2 separate regions of the Pan troglodytes genome follow, and region 1 is linked to region 2. The links are chromatin contacts, called in public Hi-C maps. All regions are on one chromosome and are shown on one strand. The core of a region is the stretch at or near the end of the contact, and the rest is flanking DNA. Distances in the headings are between cores, read along the strand shown.

What was found. Hi-C and Micro-C count contacts between places; a contact is called where the count stands out from the background.
Region 1: a Hi-C map of stem cell-derived neural progenitor cells shows a contact between it and region 2, with 5 times the contacts expected there. The contact joins the enhancer-like site here to the promoter of SOX4 in region 2. A contact is called at or near these places in 1 of 7 Hi-C or Micro-C datasets (stem cell-derived neural progenitor cells) and 1 of 1 datasets of contacts at active chromatin or transcription factors (stem cell-derived excitatory neurons).

What each region holds. Positions count from the first base shown.
Region 1 is chr5:27,679,574-27,685,558 of NHGRI_mPanTro3-v2.0_pri, reverse strand. No RefSeq gene overlaps it. Among named protein-coding and RNA genes, the nearest start is that of SOX4, 140 kb to the right of the region's middle. Within about 2 kb of position 2,883, at least 6 of the 24 cell types and tissues checked have an H3K27ac peak or open chromatin away from gene starts, as enhancers often do. A contact at or near this core is called in stem cell-derived neural progenitor cells, where this site is marked.
Region 2 is chr5:27,538,155-27,544,039 of NHGRI_mPanTro3-v2.0_pri, reverse strand. SOX4 (SRY-box transcription factor 4) reads right to left here and starts at 1,945. Exons shown (of 1, transcript XM_527244.9): 1 at 1-1,945.

The sequences.
Region 1 (5,985 bases), core at 1,634-4,133, 140 kb before region 2:
ATATTTTATGCCTGGAAAACTTGAATCATGAAGAAGATGAGAAAAAAAAAGTAGGTCATTGTAACTTGACATTCAGAAATAAGCAGCAACATTTTATTCTCACTGACCTGTAAGTCACCCTCCAGCTCCGAATTTCATCACTACCTTACAAAAGGTTCCTGAACTACCTCAGCATGGCATCTGCTATATAATCTTCTAAAACTAACATTGGGAAACAATTTTTTTTTTTGAGACAGAGTCTTACTCTGTCGCCCAGGCTGGAGTGCAGTGGCGTGATCTCAGCTCATTGAAACCTCCGCCTCCCCGGTTCAAGTGATTCTCCTGCCTCAGCCTCCCAAGTAGCTGGGATTAAAGGCACCCACCACTACGCCCAGCTAATTTTTGTATTTTTAGTAGAGACAAGGTTTCACCGTGTTGAACAGGCTGATCTCAAACTCCTGACCTCAAGTGATCCACCCGCCTCGGCCTCCCAAAGTGCTGAGATTACAGGCGTGAGCCACCGCAGCCAGCCAGGAAACAATTTTAAGAACATAATAACTATACTTAATTCCAAAAATTAATAAGGAGAATGTATGCTGAATAATAATGTGGTGTGAGAGTCTGTGGAAAGACGTACTTGGGTTTGTTTTAAATGAATTAAATACATAAGGCTACCACAGACCTTTACCTACAATGCAATTTATATGGTAGCTGGGCGCGGTGGCTCACGCCTGTAATGCCAACACTTTGAGAGGCCAAGGGGGGTGGATCACCTGAGGTCAGGAGTTTGAGACCAGCCTGACCAACATGGAGAAACCTCGTCTCTACTAAAAATACAAAATTAGCCGGCCATGGTGGCGCATGCCTGTAATCCCAGCTACTCGGGAGGCTGAGGCAGGAGAATCACTTGAACCTGGGAGGCAGAGGTTGTGGTGAGCCGAGATAGCGCCACTGCACTCCAGCCTGGGCCACAAGAGTGAAACTCTGTCTCAAAAAATAAATAAATAAAATAAAATAAAATTTTATATGGTATAGCTTGTCTCAAAAGTGGAATTTGTATGTGGAGAGCCCATTTTAAATGTGTCCTGCATTTTTATCTGATACTATAGCCACTGGGGATTTATTTGCTTTCATCATTAGTTACCTGACATCCTTTCTGCATAAATCCAGATACAAAAGTATCTCTTCTGGTTCTGTTATTTGCTGCTGTAGTTTCCATCTGTAGTGCTAAGATCCATCCCTTATTTTATCTTGGACACCAAGCAAGCTTCTTTTCTTCACACTCTAGTCTCTTCTCAACAGCTTCACAAGGGAATCTCTGGGTTGCTTCAAACGCATCTAACACTTCTTTCCAATTATTTATGTTGGTGACAAACTCTTTCTCACCAACTGTCTAGGGTCACTCAGAGGTACTTGATTTGAAAAAGCATTCGGTTTCCTATCCAATATTTTGGTACCTCTCCAGCTCCCCACTTCAGCTCTGCCGATGTTAGCACATTGTTGAGCAGAACTTGCCTCTTCCATTTTATCTGATATTGGCTATAACATCCATATGCTGAGTTGCTTCCACATTGGTTCTCATATCTGAAGATTGTTAATATCAGCAACAACCCTTAAAAAAAACCCTGTTGCTTTTTAAAAACCCTGAGCACTTATACCACAGAAAGGACCCAATCCCAGATATGCCACTTATTATCAGTGAGACATCTGAGCAGGTCTCTTAACCCCCTCCCTGAACTTCTTTTTCCTGTCTGTAAAATGGGGAGAATACCACCTTCCTCACTACGTTGTGAGTATTAAATAGGTTCGTGCATGTGAAAGGTTTAGCATAGACACTGGCTGCCCCAAAGCCAGTGCTCATAAGTGTTAGGTACTTATTTATTCTGAGAGCAAAGTCTTAATTATCTGTGGATAGAGAGGTGAACATTAGCATGAAATTGTGCATTTTTTTTTAGGGGAATGGAAACAATTTGCATTTTAAGAGCAAGCAAGCATTTTTGTTTAAAAATATCGAGGGCATATTGTTACAAGCTCCTGCTCTGCAGGGACACTGAGCCCTTCTAAGTTCTTTCCTTTTCCCAATTTTGTTTTTTCCTCCTCTCTGTGAATGAAAACAGCACATAGAGAAATGCTTTGTAAATGCTACAGCAAGCTGACCATTTATAAGGACTCTAGAGAAAGTCCTAGGGCAAACTGGTTGCTACATCTAACCCCTTGAACAGGCTGACAAAAGATTTAAACTGTAGCAGCCATGTGAGAAACACACATGTGGTTTTAAAATATTTGAATTCCATTGTACAGTTCTTGGTAAAACCCATGCAGACCAAGGAAGCTGACACATTCAATAGAAGACATGGGCCTCCGTTGTGTCTGTGACCCCTCCAGGTATTTTAAGCACCAGAATCAAAGTACAGAAATAAAAACAAACAAAAGCCCAATATCTGTCCATGCCTGGTCTTACCAAAAAAAAAAAAATTGTTTTTTTAAAAAATAAGTCTCTTATGGGATGACTGTGGACTTATTTAGCCCATTCAGCAGGATTTTTTACTAAGCTACAATGCAAAAGATTTATTTTGTCATTGTCCAACACCAACAATTGAGGAAACTCAGCCTAGTGCAAAATCCCCAGGAGAAACAATCTGCAATTTAATTAGTGAATAACTGAAGCAATTTAAATACAATTCCAGGCATTTTTTAAAGTAGTATTTGAATAGACAGCTGCTGCATCTACTAAGTGTTTAGGCAAAGCACCATAATCCCTGATCCGATGAGATGCCCAAGGTTATGAACACGACTGTCTGTTGTCAGGGCAAGACCCAGAATTTAAAACAAAACTCCAGAAATCCTCCCTCAATGCCTGCTCCATCCCCACAAAATAAAGAGATCGCTAGCTAAATAGCCAGCCAGCCAGCTAGCTAGGTAGATAGATAGATAGATAAAGAAAACATTAGTCACAGCCTTTTGAAGCACAGTAGAATGGAGACAGAAAAGGATTTAGAGTCCACAGCACTAAGCTGGAGTCCTGATTTGTTCATTACCTTTTTTCTGTTACTACTTCAAATTCCTCATTTATAAAATGGGAATATTAATGCCTATCTCACATGAGTTTTGAATCTTCAATGAGAATATAAGAAAACACTATATAAATGTTACTTGAAGATGTTGAAATGTTAAAGAAACAGAAAATATAAATTGAATTAGAGATATGTCACTACTGCACCTTCTACATAAGAACTTTATTGTTTCAGCCTTTTTTTTTTTTTTTTTGATGGAGTCTCACTCTGTAGCCCAGGCTGGAGTGCAGTGATGTGATCTCGGCTCACTGCAACCTCTGCCTCCCAAGTTCAAGCGATTCTCCTGCCTCAGCCTGCGGAGCAGCTGGGACCACAGGCGCGTGCCACCACGCCCAGCTAATTTCTGTATTTTTAGTAGAGACGGGGTTTCACCATATTGGCCAGGCTGCTCTCGAACTCCTGACCTCGTGATCCACCTGCCTCAGTCTCCCAAAGAGCTGGGATTACAGGCGTGAGCCACCGTGCCTGGCCTGTTTCAGCTTTAAAGATTTATTTGTACATACAAAATATTTTGCCATGCCCAGTTGCAGTCTTGCAAGATGAAAAGGGTTCTGGAGATGGATGGTCTTGATGGTTGCACAATGATGTGAATATACTTAACACCACTGAACCGTATGCTTAAAAATGGTTCGAATGGCAAATTTTATGTTATGTGTATTTTATCACAACTTTAAAAAATTATTTAAAAGCCTTTTACCGTGATAAAATCCCCTGGCAGCAAGAAAGAAATCCTCTTCCTTTAATGTTTAACTTGGTCAACTGAAAAAGCGAAGAACAAGGGGCTGAGGATCCTAGATGTGCCACAGAGTATGAGCACACTGCAAAGGCATGTACAAATTCTAGGACCTCGGCCAAACTTCCCAAAAGGACTTTTTTGTTAACCTTTGTTAATTGCAAACAAAACCGATTTCAAAATAGAGGTGCCCACACGTTGGTTGCCAAGCCCTCAAACACCCATGCTTTGCACACTTTAAGGGACAGGAATGGCATTTGTGCTATGAGTACTAATGAATACAAATACTTGAAATGATTCAATAGTTTACATCTGAAAACATTTCACAGACTCTCAGTATATGCTGCAACAAGTGCATTAAACATAAGAAGAGCCCCCAAAGAAGACCAAGAATCCACATTAGAACTCATATCCTTCAAGGAGGGTGGACATTCCTGTTCTTGGGGCAGTTAGAGAGGTGTCATATGAATCCACCTATAATTACAAGTCCAGACACAGAAACAGCTACAGGCAGCAGAAGGGAGACATGGTTAAGCATCACTGAAAAGGAGCTCCCAGCAGTCTCAGCTCTGTTACCACCCACCCGCTGGGTTACCTTGAGCAAATCACCAAAACTTTCAAGGCCCCTGTCTACACATCTAGCTCTCAGTGACTCTTTGCTCTATTCTAAGCTTGGCCAGGGAGATCTAATAACAATTTATTAACCCTATGCATTACAAAGTGCAGCTATGAGGAAAAGAAAGAATATTTGAAAAAGAAAAAAAAGAGGGGTGGGCATGGTGGCTCACACCTGTAATCCCAGCACTTTGGGAGGCTGAAGTGGGTGAATCACTTGAGGTCAGAAGTTCAAGACCAGCCTGGCCAACATGGCGAAACCCCATCTCTACTAAAAATACCAAAGTTAGCCGGGTATAGTGATGCACTCCTGTAGACCCAGCTACTTAGGAGGCTGAGGCAGAAGAATCACTTGAACCCAAAAGGCAGAGGTTGCAGTGAGCTGAGGTTGCACCCCAGCCTGGATGACAGAGTGAGACTCCATCTCAAAAACAAAAACAAAAACAAAACAAAAAAACACACACTAAACTAAACACCATGATAACAGGGAGATAAGAAGAATCTAAATGACCAAGGCTGAACACCAACAGCTCAAACAAATACCAGGAAAAAGCACCTGCAATAAAGACACACAGCACAGCTGCCATTAGCGAAATGCTAAGGCAACGGAAGCTCAGCTTTTGAACGCAGCATAGGACACAACGCCCCCACCTCCGTGCTATCTTGGAAGTCAGCGGAAACCTCAGCATCCACAGGAACCTGGGCCAGAACTGCGGCCCAGCCCTGAAAATTCTGCAAACTGTCTCCACGATTGGAACAGAGATTACAATGGTACTAGTTCAGGGCAATCGGGTGAGGGAAGACAGTATAACTTAGTGAAGGTCTAAATTACAAAATGGGGCCCGGCACGGTGGCTCATGCCTGTAATCCCAGAACTTTGGGAGGCCGAGGTGGATGGATCACCTGAGGTCAGGAGTTCGAGACCAGCCTGACCAACATGGAGAAACCCCGTTTCTATTAAAAATACAAAAATTAGCCAGGCGTGGTGGCGCATGCCTGTAATCCCAGGTACTCAGGAGGCTGAGGCAGGAGAATCGCTTGAACCCAGGAGGCAGAGGTTGCGGTGAGCCTAGATCATGCTATTGCACTCCAGCCTAGGCAACAAGAGCGAAACTCTGCCTCAAAAATTAAATAAATAAATAAATTACAAAATGGTTTATCATCACACATTTCTTTACATACTCTATGTTTTAAACTAAGGTATTAATAATGTTGTAAAATAATTATTTTCATCTAGTCCAAAGTGGGATATTTAATATTAATAGTACACAAAAGGATGAGCAAATCCTCTACAATAAAATAATTGATACACTTAAAAGTTGATGTCAAACTAAAAGACCTTCAACTATTTATTAGATACTTCCTCATTTTATATTTCCTTCGCGTGAAATTTCAAACTCTAAGACACTAGGAAAGTTGCTGTTTTTAATTGGCTAGCGTTCTCTATCAATGAATAAATGATCACAAGTTGCAAATCTGTAAAATCATCACTTATTAAAATATTCTAAATTGGAGGTGAAATGGTACCATAGTACATATCCTGAGACTGTTCTCTCCCAGGTTCCTGTAAAATACCCATCAAAA
Region 2 (5,885 bases), core at 696-3,195:
GCGGAATCGGCACTAAGGAGTTTGTGCAATTATTTTGTTGCAAGGTAGGAAGCCAAAAAGCCTGCATGCAACAGACTGGCATGAATAAATGTATGTTTCCCCCTCCCTTCTGCAAGAAGGGAGCTGGTAATGGCAGGAGTTCCTCCAGTGCAGACTCTTAAAGAGCGTGCAAGAACTAGAGACCCGACAGCGAAACAGGCCTCTTCCCCTCACACACAGTTTCTCTTGCTGCAGCTTAGAGCAGACCCCAATTCCGCCTCGCGCCTCTTTATCCTTTCACAGTCTTGGCTGCAGCCAATCAGCTGCTGTAACCAACGCTTCCTCATGCCAAACCCCTCCCCCGGGCTTCCCATTGGCTTGGAACCCGATGCAATAATAATCTCCGCGTGCAATGAGAAGCTCCAAATCTGACCTCATTCCAATTTACAGAGCAAACTTTTTAAAAGGGCTAGAAGTACAGCTGAGATTTCTGCTGCCTCTTTTTTCCTTTTGCTGTGTGTGTGTGCGCGCGTGTGTGTGCGCGCGTGCGTGTGTGTATAGTGTGTGAAGAGGATGTTAATGCATGAAATTATTAAGGGGAGAGACGGAAATGTATTCTAACCATTATGTTAGATAACAAGGGGCTTGGAACGGGGCGGGGTAAGGGTGAAATACTGTAAATGGAAGCTTTCTGCTTAAAAGCCAAGTGATTATTTTTATTAGTTCTTTTCAGCATTGGAATAAAGAATCAGCCTCTGGTGCAAAATCTGTTCCCCAGCTCTTTCTTAAAGCCAAAGCTGTAAAGGGGAAGAGAAAGCCACAAAACAATAAATCAATGGATATTGAAAACCATTAAGAAAGTGGTACCTGGACACCTGTCATCACAATTATTTTAACAACTCTAGGTACAGCACAGATGTTGATGTATTGTGTAAATCCCTTCAGAACCGTTTTTGTGCTGTTTGTGGAAGGCAGGGAAGAGGACTTTGCAATAATTGCTTACTCTCTTAACCAAGCAAGGGTCAACTATGGTTATTTAATGATTTAAACTCCCTGTAAATCCTGCATAGCCCAAACGGGGGAGCTTTCCCTTGAAACACATTAGGTAGTGCTCCGTAATTACCTCAATAGGCAGATTTCCAGAGTTTTGTATAGGATGTATAATGGCATGTAAAGGATGGAAATCGGTTTTACTTTCTAAATATTTGTTTTCCCTGTTTTCAAAATTAAAGATTGCTTCACTCTCTTCCCTCTCCTCCTCCCAAAGCCATCTTCCTCCTTTCCTTCTTATATATTTCCTCTTATCTGTTACTTGAATCGAAGGGAACTGAAAAATCAAGGCAAAGAGAAACTGTAGAAGGAGGTGATAACTGGTAGCAGAAGAGAATGGGGCCTCCGGATTCATAGTAGACCTGGCTGCTAATCCTTCTTAATGGTTTGTAACTATGGGGATGTGGCCAAGTCTCAGTTTTCCTCATCTATTATATGGGAACACTAGGAGCTACTTTATAGAGGGTTTTTATGAGGGTTCAATGAATTTGTGACTATGAAGCACCTGATGTATTGTAAGCCCTCAATGAATACTAATACCTTCCTTTCTAATTCAGATGCCAGACACACTCCTAGTAAAAGCTGCATGTTGTTCAAGAGGCTAAAACAGAATAGCCACTTATGTAAAAAAGTAATAACAGGCGGGACGCGGTGGCTCATGCCTGTAATCCCAGCACTTTGGGAGGCTAAGGTGGGTGGATCACTTCAGGTCAGGAGTTCGAGACCAGCCTGGTCAACATGGTGAAACCCTGTCTCTACTAAAAATTAAAAAATTAAAAAATTAGCTGGGCAGGGATGCATGCACCTGTAATTCCAGCTACTCGAGAAGCTAAGGCGGGAGAATTGCTTGAACCCAGGAGGTTGCAGTGAGCTAAGATTGAGCCACTGCACTCCAGTGTGGGTGATAGAGTGTGACTATCTCAAAAAAAAAAAAAAAAGTAATCACAGATCATTGATGTGAACCATAGAAGGACAATAGTGGCAACCCTGCCATTCCATTGATTTTAAAAGAAAGAAACTCCATGAAGAATACTAAGAAGAATGTGGCAAAGAAAGGATGCCAAGGTATTCAAAATAAACGTTGGCTACAGAAATTACTTGTTTTCCAATGTCTGAAAATTAGAATTGTAGTAAAAATCAGCTTTCCTTAACACTATAATAGGAAACTAATATTCTTCAGGCTAACCATAAGTGGTTAGGTAAAGTCAATCCAAAATAATTAAGTCAGCTTTTGATTCAGATTAAACTAGTGCTGGGTAGTAAATTTCTATGTATCTTGTCAAACTTTTAAAGTATGTAGGCTGGCAATAGGCCCAGGTTGTCAGACTTAGAATTTTACTGGAAAGAACACCCTATGTAGCCATCTGACTGGATCTGTAAGGATCAACCACAAGCAAAACTGTTTTTGTGGGTAAAAGCAAATAATTTTTGACGATTAGCTACTTGTATTACATAATTTTTTTAAAAAAGGAGAAACAAATCCTTAAAAAAAGAAAAACCCAAACCAAAAACACACAGGCACCTTTTTTGCATAACAGTGTTGCTGTGTTATATACTTCATTTTCTCTGGTGTGCATAGAAACACATCCTTAAATGTTACCAATCTGACAAAAAAAAATTATTTTAAGAGGGCTGTTATCTATAAGATCAATATTTTCACTAGGATAAAAAAGAATATTTATTTTTGAATTTGTACTAATGATTTGAGGGTGTAGCTAGTTTGATAATTCAGTCAAGTTGAGTATCAACATTATTGATTATATTTCTCAGTCATTTATGCTTCCATCATCGAATATGATAGGGAAGAGTGGAAGTTAAAGCAGTCATATATGTTTCTGCTTAAAACACATGGATTTTTTAAAGGGTGTACTAAAACACAGCCACTGGCCTCATTCTTTTGTTACATGTATTTTCTGTATTTCAACAAATCCAACAAATTTTAAGACACACCATTATATTACATTCCACCAAGGAAGAAAGCTGCCAATGAAACTGTGATATCCCCCTAGATGTAGGATGCCTCCTTATTTCAGGAAGAGTTGAAATGAAAAGAAAAATTTCCTCTTAGACTTGATGAAATATGGTATCAGTAACTTCCATTGACTTTATAATTACTGTATATATATTTATATATTACACAAGTGCCTAGACTTCTGAAATAGATCTGTTCTAATGGGTTAGTTCTCTTAGAATGTAAGAAAACATATGACGAATGCCCTTTTATTAAAGTCATCTTTGTGACCAACTAAGTGTGTGCACACTGGAATGTGTTGGACCTCTCAATACCAAATAATGAGAAAAGATTTCTCCCTTCTCATTCCCTAACTTCCTATGCTCTGTAATCAGTTCTCCATTACTGACATTTTTTTCCCCAAATACCAGATATTTGGTGGCCCCTACTAAATCAGTACGCAGTGTTCCCTCTGCTGGCTTTGCAGTACATGAAGTAATTCTTAATGCTAGTCTTTTAGCTGTATTAAGAGAAAGCCAAGATAATTTTGCAGAAAAAAAAAATCCTGGTTTAGAATAATAAACTGTCTTTGTTAGCAATGATGTTAGACATTTCCAATTTTGAATTAGGTATTTTATTTTATTCCCTTAAATGATGGAATTCCATTTGAGATGTAAGTGTAATATCTGCTAATGCATTTCTTCTGCTCTCACACATCTACACAACATAAAATCTCACATCCATACAATGGTATGGGGCATAGATGAAATAAGATTCTATTCCACTGCTTAATATATTCCTTTGGCATGGAGGGAGGGACCTGAATGGAAATTAGTTTAACAAATCTGGATTTGCACTGATTTGCAAGATTTTGCCTTGCCTTGGTTATAGAAACTATGATTGTAGGCGCTAGTCAGACCTGACAAGTATTCAGTTCAAATAAAATAAAGAGGAGGAAAAACTGTGTAGTTGTTACTTTACCTGACAAGGAAGAAGCCCTGGGAAATCTGATGTCATTGGCCTTTGTCAACTGAAAGGCGCCAGTTTTTTTGGGTCCACACTTTATGGAAAAGAAGCCTCCATGTGAGGCTGATTTACTTCTCAGTCAAGTAGACAAACATAACTTGCACTTCATCCTTTTGGGCTGATGACATTGCATTGTAACTGGGCTCAGCGCGTAATGGGGGTGGGGGTGCGTGCATTGAAAAATAATATATGGAAATAACTCATATTTGCAAAATATCAAAATAGGATTCTGGGGTAAATGAAACCTAGCATTTATTTTTATCACTAGAATAAGCTAAGAGTTAAGAAACCTGCATTTGTAACAATTGTACCATTTTCCTCTCATAACCAGTGACTAGCACACAGTAGGCTTAAGCTGTTCATGCCAATGCCAACTCATTATTCCTTTCCTTCGATTTTCTCAAGAAAACAAGCAGAAGACGAATGTTTGCAGGGCCACTTGGATTGCAAGCATGAATACAGGCTTCTGCTTCTATTCTAGAGGCAGAGAGGCACGGCACCCGGGGAGAGCCTGGGTTTGTCTGCAGCCAGCCGGCTCCCAATCTGGGGAGAAGCAGCCGCCAGGTGGCATCGCTGAGCCTCCCTGCGCCCGCGAGGCGAGGTAGGAAATCGTGGGGATAGTCAGTCTTCTTTCTTCTCCCCCTTCCTCCTCTCCCGACCCCCCTACCACTCCCTACCACTGTACCTTCTTTAGTTAGAGGCTTAAACGCTCAACGAGTAACAGGGTATGTCGATGAATTCTGATTTTTTTTCATAAATCAAAGTTTAGGGCAACCACCCGCCGCCTCCTGCTCACTTGTCAGGAGCTCCGGGTGACTGGGGAAGCCTAGACCAGCTTCCTGTCTGGATCAGGTAACCCAAGTCGGGGGATTATCAATTTCAGTTTCCCTGTCTTCTTGCTAAAGTGAATGCAGTTTCTCCGGCTTCCGAGAGCGGCTGCAGAGAAACGACGCGCCTTACTTAAGGACGCCAGTGCAAAGGCCACTCCCTACTCAAAAAAAAAAAAAAAAAAAAAAAAAAAGAGGTTTCCTTCAGGCAGAACGCCTTCCGGAGCGCAGCGACTCGGTCTCGCAGGCACAGCGCTCTCCCTGGCTTAAGCTCGCCGAGGATTAATGGTGCTCAGCCTCGCTCCGCCGCGGCAGCCGAACCTCTCCTTTCGCTTACAGTTACAGGGAGGAAATAAATTGGAATCGACTCAGACTGTGCTTTCTGGAGGAAAGTCCTTCCTACTGTAAACATGTTTCAGGCGATCCTGTCAGCAGCATTTTAACACCCGTCTTCCGTTTAGGTTTTACGACCGGGGAAGGAGCTGAAGACACGCGCGCGCACACACACACAAACGCGCGCGCACACGCAGCCCAAGCGAGGACACCTCCCGCACCCTCGCGGGCTCCCAGCCCTCCTTTGAATTTGCAACCGGTCGCGGATAGGTTGGGGGGGTCGTTTCCCAGGAGCTTGGCTCCTCTATCCTCCTACCTCATCCCCTGGCCCTTGGAGATGCTGTCCAGTTCCGTCACTGACCAGAACTGACAGCCACTTGGCCCCCTGCTCTCTTGGGTGCCCAGCATCCTTTGCTCTGGACGACTAAATGCTCTCTGTGAGCCTTGCTTGGATGGTACGGTGCGCGCTGTGCGTGTGGGACCCACTCTTCGGCAGGCACACGACCTTCGTACACCGGCTGGGCAACCACCCACTTCATCCCCTCCCCGGACCCCGCAGGCTGAGGCCCCATTGAGAGCGCAGCTGCAGCGTCTCTTTCAGGAGGGCAGAGCAGGCTGCGCGTGCACGGCGCGCGGGGGGAGGAAAAGGGCTGAGAGCTGAGGGAAGTCGACAATTGATTGCACCCCAGTCTTCAAGCGTCCCTTCTCCGCGGATCACG